Regions from separate parts of the Arabidopsis thaliana genome. Here region 2 is linked to region 1. The links are chromatin contacts, called in public capture Hi-C maps. All regions are on one chromosome and are shown on one strand. The core of a region is the stretch at or near the end of the contact, and the rest is flanking DNA. Distances in the headings are between cores, read along the strand shown. Region 1 holds the start of SCPL51 (serine carboxypeptidase-like 51). Region 2 holds the start of AT2G08215 (a long non-coding RNA gene).

The links. Capture Hi-C pulls out chosen DNA fragments and counts their contacts.
Region 2: a contact with region 1 is called in a capture Hi-C map of root, with 2.9 times the contacts expected there. The contact joins the promoter of AT2G08215 here to the promoter of SCPL51 in region 1. A contact is called at or near these places in 2 of 26 Hi-C or Micro-C datasets (root and vegetative nucleus) and 1 of 3 other capture datasets (root).

What each region holds. Positions count from the first base shown.
Region 1 is chr2:11,886,830-11,892,799 of TAIR10.1, reverse strand. SCPL51 (serine carboxypeptidase-like 51) reads left to right here and starts at 3,624. Exons shown (of 13, transcript NM_128351.3): 1 at 3,624-3,886; 2 at 4,007-4,101; 3 at 4,204-4,311; 4 at 4,540-4,786; 5 at 4,890-4,933; 6 at 5,024-5,091; 7 at 5,178-5,283; 8 at 5,381-5,592; 9 at 5,689-5,758; 10 at 5,874-5,924. The coding sequence starts at 3,757. AT2G27930 (PLATZ transcription factor family protein) reads right to left here and starts at 742. Exons shown (of 3, transcript NM_128352.5): 1 at 258-742; 2 at 1-166. The coding sequence starts at 431.
Region 2 is chr2:11,939,067-11,945,036 of TAIR10.1, reverse strand. It overlaps AT2G08215 (a long non-coding RNA gene), which reads right to left and starts at 3,741. Exons shown (of 1, transcript NR_140299.1): 1 at 3,504-3,741. AT2G28050 (Pentatricopeptide repeat (PPR) superfamily protein) reads left to right here and starts at 5,384. Exons shown (of 1, transcript NM_128364.2): 1 at 5,384-5,970. The coding sequence starts at 5,384. It overlaps MIR172a (a microRNA gene), which reads left to right and starts at 2,022; the gene lies at 2,022-2,123. It also overlaps the pseudogene AT2G28053.

The DNA of each region.
Region 1 (5,970 bases), core at 2,375-4,874:
TCGGAGTGGAGGAGGCGGCACCATGGGAGGAGTTCTTAGGCTGAGGTCTCTCGTTTAAGAAGAGAACCCTCGCGCTATTGATGACATAAGTTTGCACTCCTCTTATGTCCAATGCATTCTCTATCTCCGATACTCTCACCACATCATGATACGACGATCTTCTTATCTGTCTCAATGTTAATGATAAAGAATTGGATTGAGTCAAAAGTGATATATATATATATGTGTATGCATTGTGTGTTGAGAAAATGAAGGACCTGAAGGACGGGATGATCAATGTGAAAGGAGGAGCGGCAGTAGAAGCAAAACGCAGCGTTTTGACAGGAGAGACAGAACATGTTGCACTCATTTCGCGGTGTCTCGCGATGTCGAGGGCAAATGCTGAAGAAGTTTGTTCTTAAGAGACCTTCGAGCCATTTCGGCTCCTCCATTAATCTCTCTCCTGTTTTGTTTTTCTTAGACAATAATTACAATATATACAAAAAGGGAAGAGCGAGACAAAACCTTATGAACAATGTAATAAATTACGAAGAACATGCTCTTGCCATTTGCATTACCTTTATGAAGATGATCAGTAGAGGGAGAGAGAAAGGGTATTAGATGATTGATTTTTGAGACAAGAGGAGGAAAAATCAGATTTTAAGGGTAAGAGAGAAAGGAAGATATAAATTTTATTTTATTGTTGATAAATGAAGATTTTATGTTTTTTTCTTCTTATTTAGGATTGGTAGATATCTTTTCAATTCTTCTCTTAATTATTAAATATTTATTGTTAATAGTTTATTGGGGGAGGAAAGGGAAAGGATATATAATTAGATATGATGTTTGGTTAAGGTTGATTCCTAACCGTTGGATGAGGCCATTGAGTAAATGAGTTTGATGACAAAATTACAAGCTAATTAAATGTGTATATAGATCAAAATTTGTTCCAACTTTGACTACAAAAATAACCAAAATATTAAATGATAATACTTTAAATTTAATATATATATATATGAAAATAATTAAATTCAAAAAATGTTTCTAAAATATATTTAATTAACATTTATGATTTGAATAATAGATTTCTCGAACTATTGAAACGTGTACATCCAAAAGAAACACACATTATCAACATATGTCAAATTAAAGAGATCAAAATTTGTTCCAACTTGGAATTTAATTATAACCAAAAAATTATAATGGTAATACTCTAATTTTGACATATCTATATCAATAAATGAAGAAGAATATATATATATATATATATATATATATACATATATAATTTATGGTTTACCTAAGAAATTCTTCAAACTATTGAAACGTGTACGTCCAAAAGAAACATACATAAATTATCAATATTTTCCACTTGGTATTAATCTTTTGGTTTGTAAGGTTGATCTTTTTGTTCGAGCCAACATTAAACTACATTAGATGGAATGTTGGCTCGAACAACCACATTATTCAACTTAGTTTAAAGAGTTTCAAACACTGTTTATCCCCTCATGCAAAATTTGAATCTCTTTTCTAGGTGATGACATTCCTCATTTCACTATCTTTAACCGATACTGCTTTTGAGAAAGATTACAAGGAGTTAACTCGGCTGATGACGGCCACGTCTGATGAGTGGTCTGGTCTGTCAAAGGGTAAATTTGTCTATCATTAGCATGGTGTAGAGAGAACCTTCTAATGTAAATCTTTGACTCTTTGTAGTGTCAATTGTAAAATTGTATATGAAATCCCTCATCAAGTAAAACTGCATGAATGATTTGTTAGTTGAGAAGATCGATCATTTGGAACAAAATAAAAATAAATTAAAATATTACAGACAAAAAAAAATATTACAAACACGTAAACTAAAGTTCACACTAATCGGTGGACCTCAAATATGATGGGGGAAAATGCCCGCTAATTACTCTTTAGGGAGGGTGCTAGCCTACGTGGTTGGGCGTGCCGTTTTGAGATGGAGAGCATCCGATCAGGACCAGTGTGTCAGTGATTGAGTTTGGAGCCCATTTCTTCTTATTCCTTTTGAGTTAGTTGATATTTCCCTAAGTGACTTTTTCTATTGGGCATTCTAATGGACCTGGTTTTGAACCTTTTTTGCCTTCAGTTTAGTATGCTTTTATTAGGTTAGGCGTTCGGGTATTCACATATAGAGTATAGATTGATTGGTTCTATATATGCGAAAAAAAATTAACTGACAAAAAAAATTATGCGATGTCTTGTGCTCGAAATAAAGAATAACAATTAGAAAATACGAATCTAGGGTTCAATCCATGGATAATTACTTGGAAAAATCCTTTACCTTGTAGAAATTGACATGCTATTTTATACAAAAAGAAACATAAGATGTCAATTTCTTTGTGTATAAAACATGCAAGAAAATTATTTGTTATAAAAAATATAGAAAATGTGAATTCAGATGGGTTTGAATGTGTTTTGGCCTGTCACCTTTTTCGTATGCTAACTTAATTTTTTTTTTAATTTGTTTTTATAAAACAAATATGGTTATAGTTAGCCTAATTAATTATAGTTGCGTCGTTATTATTATTATTATTTAGTAACAACATAATTTAAAATCGGAATGTTTTGTGTGAATAGATATACTATCTTGGAATTGAAAACTTTTATCAAACTTCTGACATGAAAGCTAAGTTTGGCCATGTACGTATGAGTTAAGATATTAAATTGCCTGAATATTCAGATGTACTTTTTTGAAATTTTATTTTCCTCTTATCTGTTTTTTAGCTCAAGAAAGTGACGCAATACTGATAGCCAACATGTGGAGTAGTTGTTGCATCGACCTTACGTTAATTCCCCGAATAGCTAAATATCAAATTGCTTTATCATCTCTTACTATTTGAGAATAAATTCAGTTACGGTATTTATTAAAAAGGATAACGGACTTACGCATGAATCTATTCGTAATCAATGAGTGGAAACCACTTTTTTGGTGTCATAGTTGCATTCGTGCCGGCCGCATCATCTAAGAAGCAAACCAAGGAGATTGTTTTTACTACTACGTTGCTCTTGCTGTCTTGCAAAAGATCAACAAGTAAATATCCACCCATAAACTCAGGCCCGATATCCAAAATCCAGTATAGACACTAGGCAGAACACTATAAGTAGCAATCTACACTTCATAGACAAAAAAGGCTAATCAAACCTAGTTTCGTCTTAAGAAAAGTAATAATCTAAAACAACACTCGCTCAAAAACAATAAATAACATAATTTACGTGATGTTCTTCTGTTTCCCTCAAATCGAATGAATCCATTTTTCCTTGAGTGGTGGAGGTTCATCGGAAATAACCATACCGATATTTTTCATGACCACAATACTTTATTCCGTCGTACACGTTTATCTACGATCTAGCAATCAATCTACGAAGCCAAGAAACAAGAACAGAATGTGGATGACCAAAATTTTGTGCTACAAAAAAAATTATCCAAAAATATCACAACCTATTGCTGTCAGAAAAACAAAACAAAAATATTAATGTTCTCTTATGGAAGAAAATATTTCTTTTACTTTTTGGTTAATAATTACAGTAAGAATTTAGCTGACATTCTATCTTTACTAGTGAATTTTCATTATATAATATATAGTATATATATACCAAATAAGGTTGAACCAATAGCATTGACTTAATGACTTGACACTCCATAATATATTGCTTCCTATAGTGTCTTTATCCCTCTCAAATTTTCTTTTCTCTCTCCCTCTCCCACAATCACAAGATAGGAAAATTGATCCACAAAGAATCGTCTGAATGAAGACAACAGTTGTTTATCTGGTGATTCTATGTCTCATTGTTTCATGTACCAATGGAGAAACCAAACATGTAAGAAAAATTAACTCCGATGGATCCGAAGCTTGGGGATACGTCGAAGTTAGACCAAGTACGTTCTTTATCTCTCTTTCTTCTACCAAAATTTTCAAGAAATCAATTGGTTTATGTTAGATATGACTAAATGGGTTTTGTTTTGACTCTTTTTTCTAAATCAAAATCGTGAAAATAGAAGCACACATGTTTTGGTGGCATTATAAAAGTCCATATAGAGTTGAAAATCCTTCCAAGCCATGGCCTATCATCCTCTGGCTCCAAGGTGGACCTGTAAGTTTTTATCTTCTTTTATTTTACATCTTATTCGTCTTTTTACACATTTGTTGTTTATTGATCATTAATGTTTTCAATTATTTGGTTTTGATGAAACAGGGAGCTTCAGGGGTTGGTATAGGGAATTTTCAGGAGGTTGGACCATTAGACACATTTCTCAAGCCCAGAAACTCAACTTGGTTGAAGAAAGCCGATCTTTTGTTTGTGGTATTTTTTTCGTTTTCATGTTTACTTTTATTTCCACCAATATTATTATTAACAAAAAAAAAACAATAATACTATCATTCTTCTTTGATATAGAGTAAAACAAAATTTTGTTTTCAAAAGTGTGTAATTAATTACTTTTACGTGGTATCTAATTTGATCAGTCTTTAAGCTTACTCACATATGTTAAGTTTTTAATCGATTATATATATATTTTTCTTGAAAATAAAGGATAGTCCAGTTGGGGCAGGGTACAGTTTCGTGGAGGGCAATCAAAAGGATTTGTATGTGAAAAGTGATGAAGAAGCAGCACAAGATTTGACCAAACTGTTGCAACAACTCTTCAACAAAAACCAGACTTTAAACCAAAGCCCTCTCTTCATTGTTGCTGAATCTTATGGTGGCAAAATCGCGGTTAAGCTCGGTTTATCGGTTATTGACGCAGTTCAATCTGGCAAATTGAAGCTTCATCTTGGAGGTAAAGGGATTACGTGCTTTCTTTATTTTCTTTTTTTCTCTGAATAAAATGAAACTAATAATGTAGTAGACAAATAATTCTATTTTATAATATGTGTGATTAGGAGTGATTTTGGGAGATAGTTGGATATCCCCTGAAGATTTTGTGGTGAGTTTCATCATTTTTTTAAAACATGTTACTCTTATTTATTTGTGATTAAATTATATTCATATGATTTTTATTGATTAATTGTTACAGTTTTCATGGGGACCTCTTCTCAAGCATGTCTCTAGGCTTGATGACAATGGCTTGGATAGCTCTAATAGGTCTTTATCTTAATACAAAATCAATTTTTCTAATACGTAATTAATTTACCTCTCTAATCTATATAGTTTACTTTTTTTTGGAGCAGCTTAGCAGAGAAGATTAAAACACAAATTAAAAATGGTGAATACGTTGGAGCGACGCAAACATGGATGGACCTCGAAAACTTGATTAGTTCCAAATCCAATTTCGTCGTAAATTATTTCTCCTCTTATTTTTAAATCCATTAGTATGTACAATTATAAAGATTTGATGATAAAGTGAGTATTTTACATGTTGGTTTTAATGTAGGATTTTTACAATTTTCTATTGGATACTGGTATGGACCCTGTCTCGCTCACAACGAGTCTAAAAATCAAAAAGGAAGAGAAAATAAAAAAGTATTCAAGATATTTAAATGATATGAGAAGTTTAAGTGACGTAGAAGATGTTGAAGGAGACCTTGATAAATTAATGAATGGCGTTATTAAGAAGAAGCTCAAGATTATTCCCAACGACCTCATGTAAGTAACCTCTTACTCTTTTATAGTATCAAACTTTAATATAATCAAAGTTTAGTTGTTAAATGTGTTATATTTTGGTTTTGTAAAAATTAACAGATGGGGAAACAATTCGGATGATGTGTTTACAGCAATGGAGGCTGCTTTTATGAAACCCGTAATTGAAGACGTAATAATTCTTTTTAAAAAAATATATAAACCGTTTAAATTAGTTTAATTATAAAAAAAAACTATTTAAATTAGTTTGATTCGTTAATACAAAATAAATTGTTTTTTTTTGGCAGGTCGATGAGCTTCTTGCCACGGGGGTAGATGTGACCATCTATAATGGACAAGTAAGACCATCATTATTTATAAGAAAACAAATTATATAGTTGATTA
Region 2 (5,970 bases), core at 2,492-4,991, 52 kb before region 1:
GAACTTTGCTTGATGACAATAATTTTCTATTCGTGATGCACCAATCGTTTCATTTTGTAGACAGACATTTTTCATTGACCACTTTTAACACGTGAACTCTTCTCTTTCATTTCTTTAGTTCAATTCGAAATAAAACTGTTTGGACCATTTTCTTGTGTGCGTAAAATCTTTGTCTTGTAGATCTTTTGGTTTAAAGATCAGTTTGTGTGCATGTTTTGGCGGTATCATCGGTTTTGCTAACCTGTAGTACTTAGAGAAATTATTGTTTCTACTTTCTACTATGTACTCCATAGATTGAATTAATATCTTTTGCTACAGCTTTTCTTAGTACAAAAACAGGTTTAAGGTTCACTGTGTCCCGGGTTCAAATTTCTTTGAGAGATGATTAATTACGTCCTGTCGTAGTATTCATATGTGTACACATAGTATTTATGCCGTCTTGGATCTCAATATGTGTCAACAATCAATTTTTTGTATATATTAAAAACAACATTCAGATAATTCCTTGAATCTATATATTTTACTATCCCATCTATTTTTGGATATATATATATATATATACATATATATATATATATATATATATATATATCTAATTGCAATGCATCGACGACACCGGAGTAATGCAAGGTTCAACTTGTTTTGCAAAGACCATGCTAACACAACAACATTCCGGAATCACAGAAAAATCCGAGTAATTTTAAAGTGAATTTAATTGACTTACCAAAATACAGTCCATGAAATCAATACTGTGCCATTATTGCTTACCAAAAATACCATAACTTTGTTTCTAGTGAGAATTGAACTCAGGGCAGAAAAGTACATATTCTTTTCCCAAGACAATTTGGCAATGTTTTTCTTCTTAACCTAAATAGATTCAATTCAACTAAACGAATTACTAAATTATTACTCTTTGTTTTGCCACTCTCTTTTTAATTCGTCTTACCGTTTATCTTTAAGTTTCTCTACGTTTTTAAGTTGTAATCACTAAATTATTTTCACTACACTGTTAAAGGCTTAAAGCTTACCACCAAATGTTATTTAATTTCACTGAACTGTTAAAACTTTAGCTACTTCAAATTGCTATTCTTTTTGTTCTTTTTTTTTATAAGGGGCATAGATCCAATAATAGTTGCGCAAATAAGAAGAAGTTTACACATGTGAAGTGGGAAAGTGAGATATTCCTTCACGAGGTGGACTCCAAGATGGCAGCTCCTAACTCCATTTGTCCCAACTCTCTTTACCATAACTCAACTTCTGCCAATCAAACTCTCTTCATAAAATATTTATGCATATATTAACATTTAGTAACAAAAATTCAACATATGTATATATGATACCAAATAAATCAACATATATATTATTACACAGTCACATCTCTTACTGTGCATATATATTTAGACAAACACATCTCTCTCTCTCTCTCTCTCTCATCTGTGTTCTAGATCTCACCAGGTCTTTCTCTGGTTAATATATGGCTTCCAAGATCTGGTAATATGTTATAAATACGTCATACTTAAGCTTTTTTCAAATCAAAAATAGAAATTTGTGGGTTTGTCTCGTTTTACTATTTTAGCAGTATATATTAAGAAGTTCAGATGTTATTCGATCATCTGTTTTTGCTTCCCCTCTGCCATCTTTATCTTTTAGGGTTTCAATTCTTTTTCACTTTTTTCTTCTGGTTTGGAGATGGTTAGGTTCCAACTAAGTATACGAGATTAAATTTGACATCTTAGTTACTTCAAAATTCCTTCAATCAAAACAAGTCATCTCGACTATTCCGCCATGTTTGTATATACATATTTATATATTATATATATGAAGGTACGAGTTTCTAGTGTCTATAAATTAAGAAGGTTAAGTACCATATAGATGATATTTGTTAAGTAGTAAGTCACTCAAAGTTTGAGTTTGGGTTTGAGTTTGAGTTTGAGTTTGAGTTTGAGAGACAAAAGATTACTACAAGAAGATTGTTAAACAAAAATGGAAGACTAATTTCCGGAGCCACGGTCGTTGTTGGCTGCTGTGGCATCATCAAGATTCACATCTGTTGATGGACGGTGGTGATTCACTCTCCACAAAGTTCTCTATGAAAATGAGAATCTTGATGATGCTGCATCGGCAATCAACGACTATTCTTTCCCTCTCTCTCTCTCTCCCTCTGTATAGATTATTTGGATTCCATCCAGATCTTCTTCAGGTAGGTTTGTTTCTACTTGAAGTTTTTTTTTTTCACCTTTATGTTAACATATCCTCCCGTTTATTTTTATTTGTTATACATAAAGATCTGACAAAGAACTTTTGTGGGTATCTTGTTTCATGTGATAACATTGAGCATTTGATCTCAGGTTTTTGGCAGTCTTTATCAAGACATTAATAGATCCACAAGCTTCTATTTCAATAAGTGAACAAGAGTCACAACATCAAGATCAGTAAGGTAAGAGAGATCTACTTAAGGTAACTAATATATATGCCTTATTTCTTATGTTGCCAATCCCACCTTGCATTTCCAAAACAACACAATATAGTTTTGTTTTGTTAGAAACAAAAAAGGATATTATATATGGAAGTTGAGATAATATATATAACAGGTCTATATGGAACTATTGTTGTCTAGCAAAGAAAAGGTTTTCAAGACACACTGTCAGTTCTTTGTTTTGTTGGTTCATGTTGGCTATTACATTCAAATTGAGAATCAATCAAGAACTTGTTGGGTGGACCTTACACACATTGTAGGCTAGGCATATTCAGTCCAACCTATTTGTGTCCCCTCTATTTACATATTTAGATTTCGTCCTTATAACTGATATTGAAACAATGAAGAATATATACTCTCTTTTTCTCTTTATTCTGTTATAAGGGAACAATAAATCTATAGCATCATATATACTCAGACTGTGAACAAAACCTATTCACAGTTATGAGTTTCATGTTTTGTTTATGAGCACAACCTCCCAAACTTGTTTCCAAAACAAATTCTATAAATATTAGTATTATTTTTGGTTATTATGTCTTGTAGTACATCTTGTTATATGTGTGTTTAGTAATGTTTTCTATGTTATGGAGATGTGTGTGTCTAAATTACTTTCCATTAGTCATTGTAGAAATAAATCTTTTTTTTTTTATCATAGCTTCCACTATGAATCGAATGGTTTTGAGCAATGCCTTGGATGACCTAGACTTCGTCCATAAGTGGAAGCCAAATCATTCTATCAGTACCAATATAGCAAGTTGGCAGCTATTTTCACATCATGATGATATCTTTGATATGTCCGTCAATCACGTATATTTTTGGATATATTTTTCAGTATTGCCAAATGAAATTGTTGTTTTACGAAAATAAGTACCTCAATTAATATAATATGTCTTCACTCCAACTTGCAGCTATATTGCTAATCACATAAGTAGTACCACTATTCATCTTTGTTATCTCTTATCTCTAAACATTCTATTAATTATCGCTTATTGTTCTCTCTTTTGGCTAATATATTTACCAATTTGGGTCCCTAAATGGACTCGATATGTTTTAATCGGAAGAATTTTATGTGTAAATATTTTGTGTTATGATTATCTTCGTATTTATCGAAATAGCTAGTTTGCTGTTTCATCGCTTTTATATATAAATGCAAAACAAAACATAAATACATTAGAATCTTTGCGTATAATGGATCTGACAAAATGAGATGGTAATATTAGCTCGAGGGGATGAATATATGTGTGTGGTCCATTAGCATTGAAATCAAACGCAACGCTGAGTATGTGAGGACCATTTCTTTATAGTCGTATCTATTATTCCCAATTTTCTCAAACTTCAAGCTTTTAATGTGTTTGTCTTACTAATTTGGCTCAGTTTACTATTTATAGCTTTAGACGATATCTTCTTTCAAGTATTTTGTATGCCGAGCAATTTTTGAAAGTGATATATTTACAAATTGTTTTTACCGAATTCAACAAGTTTGCTCTACCAATATAGCAATTCAATGTCACATTTTTACCCTTATCAAAAGAATTGACGAGACAGTTTACCTTTGATATAGAAAAACAAATATTTCTCTGACTACAAACTTTTTTTTATTGTCTTTCTCACTCAGAATTTTCTAATTATTATGTGATTGTTTCTCTTTCTATTTATAGCTCCCACAATATTTTTTAATATACATTTGGATTATGTTGAAATGATTAAAGTAATATATATGACACAAAGTAATATATATTCTTAATACGTACTGACGTACACATCACATACATGTGGATAATAGATAAGATAGGTCGACCCAAATTCAGAAGTAGAGTTATGAAAACGTTAACGAAAAATAAGAGGAAATTATTATCCACTTTTAACATTTATTCACGCATATGCCTTATCAATATTTCAGTAGCACCAACTAGCGGAATCCAATGAGTGGGCATTACAAAATGTATATATATATGATTTCAAAATGTCATTTTTTCTTTTTAACAATAAAGTATGATTTCTCGGTTGAAACATTGTAAAATTATATTTCTTTTGTTAAAACATTGTAAAATGGATGCATATTCAATAACTATTACATAAGATTAAATTGATATATACGCTTCTTCGTTTAAACTGAAACATAACATGACAGTCAGTTTTATCAAAACAATAAACAAAACATGACAGTAATGTGTATTATGTTTATGAACTAACAATAAGAAAATGTGTGTAATATAGTATATTAAGTAACATGTGTGTAAAATATATATATATATATATATATATATATATATATATATGTCTTATATATATATATGTGATACATAACATAATGTTAACATAACCAAAAATGTTTCAGCAAGCTATTGGTTACAAGATGAGAAGAAACATAATGGGAACTGAAATTGATGCTTTAGAAGACAATCATACATGGAATCTTGAAACTTTGCCCCGAAAGAAAAAAAGGCAATTGTGTGCAAATGAATATATTATAGTAAAATACTGATCTCATGGAACCATAGAGTGAGATATACAAACCCAGACTCGTGGCACTCAGAAACCGACAGACTGAATGTGTTGATTATGGAGATACATTTGTTCTAGTAGCTAAAATGGGAATTATTCTTTATAGCGAGAAGTGATTGGTCAGTAGATCAGATGTATGTCGAACAATGTCTTTGTACATGGAGATCTCTTCCAAGAGGTCCATATGAGATTGCCTATAATAAGCCATTTTTTCTTAAGCTATAATAAGCCTATAACTTAGATAATAAATAAAATGTTCGGAGACATGAAGGTGATAAACAAATCATGCCGTTCTCATATTAGAAAACCGAACATCTTGCCACTTTTGTAGCGGCCGGTTCAAATTTCCAGTTCTGATGAACGGAGTGGTGAGTGAGCCAAAGCCGCCGACGAGACGATTCGATGACTCCGCAATGCTTCTTGAAAACCCTGAAGACAGCTAAACAAACTTATACATTCTCAATCTACAAGCTTCTCCTCAATTCTTCCTCTATAAACCAAACTCTTGCTTCACCGGAAACACCACTCTCCGATCTCAATCTCTCCACTCTTCGCCGTATTTTATCAGACCCAGATATCAAATCCTGGAAATGCATCTCCCTTTTCAATTTCATCCTGGAGAACCCATCTCTTTTCTCATTCCAACCTGATCTCAGAACTCACTTGTCTCTCACTTTCCGTGTCTTGTCGGAGAGGAGATTCTCATATGCGAAAGAACTCTTGAAGCCTGTGGCTATTGATGACATTCTCAGGTACCCTTTTAATGTAATCGTCTCTAGCGTTATTGATGAATGTGGTTGTGAGAAGAAAGTTGTTGGGAGGTTCTTTAATTCGATGATTATGGTTTATTCAGACAATGGAAAATTTAGTGAAGTTGTTGAGGTTTTTGAGTATATGAAGAACAATGAAGTTAAGATTGATGAAAAGACTTGTACTTTGCATTTGTTGAATCTCAAGAGATGTGATCAGATGGAACTAGCTAGAGATTT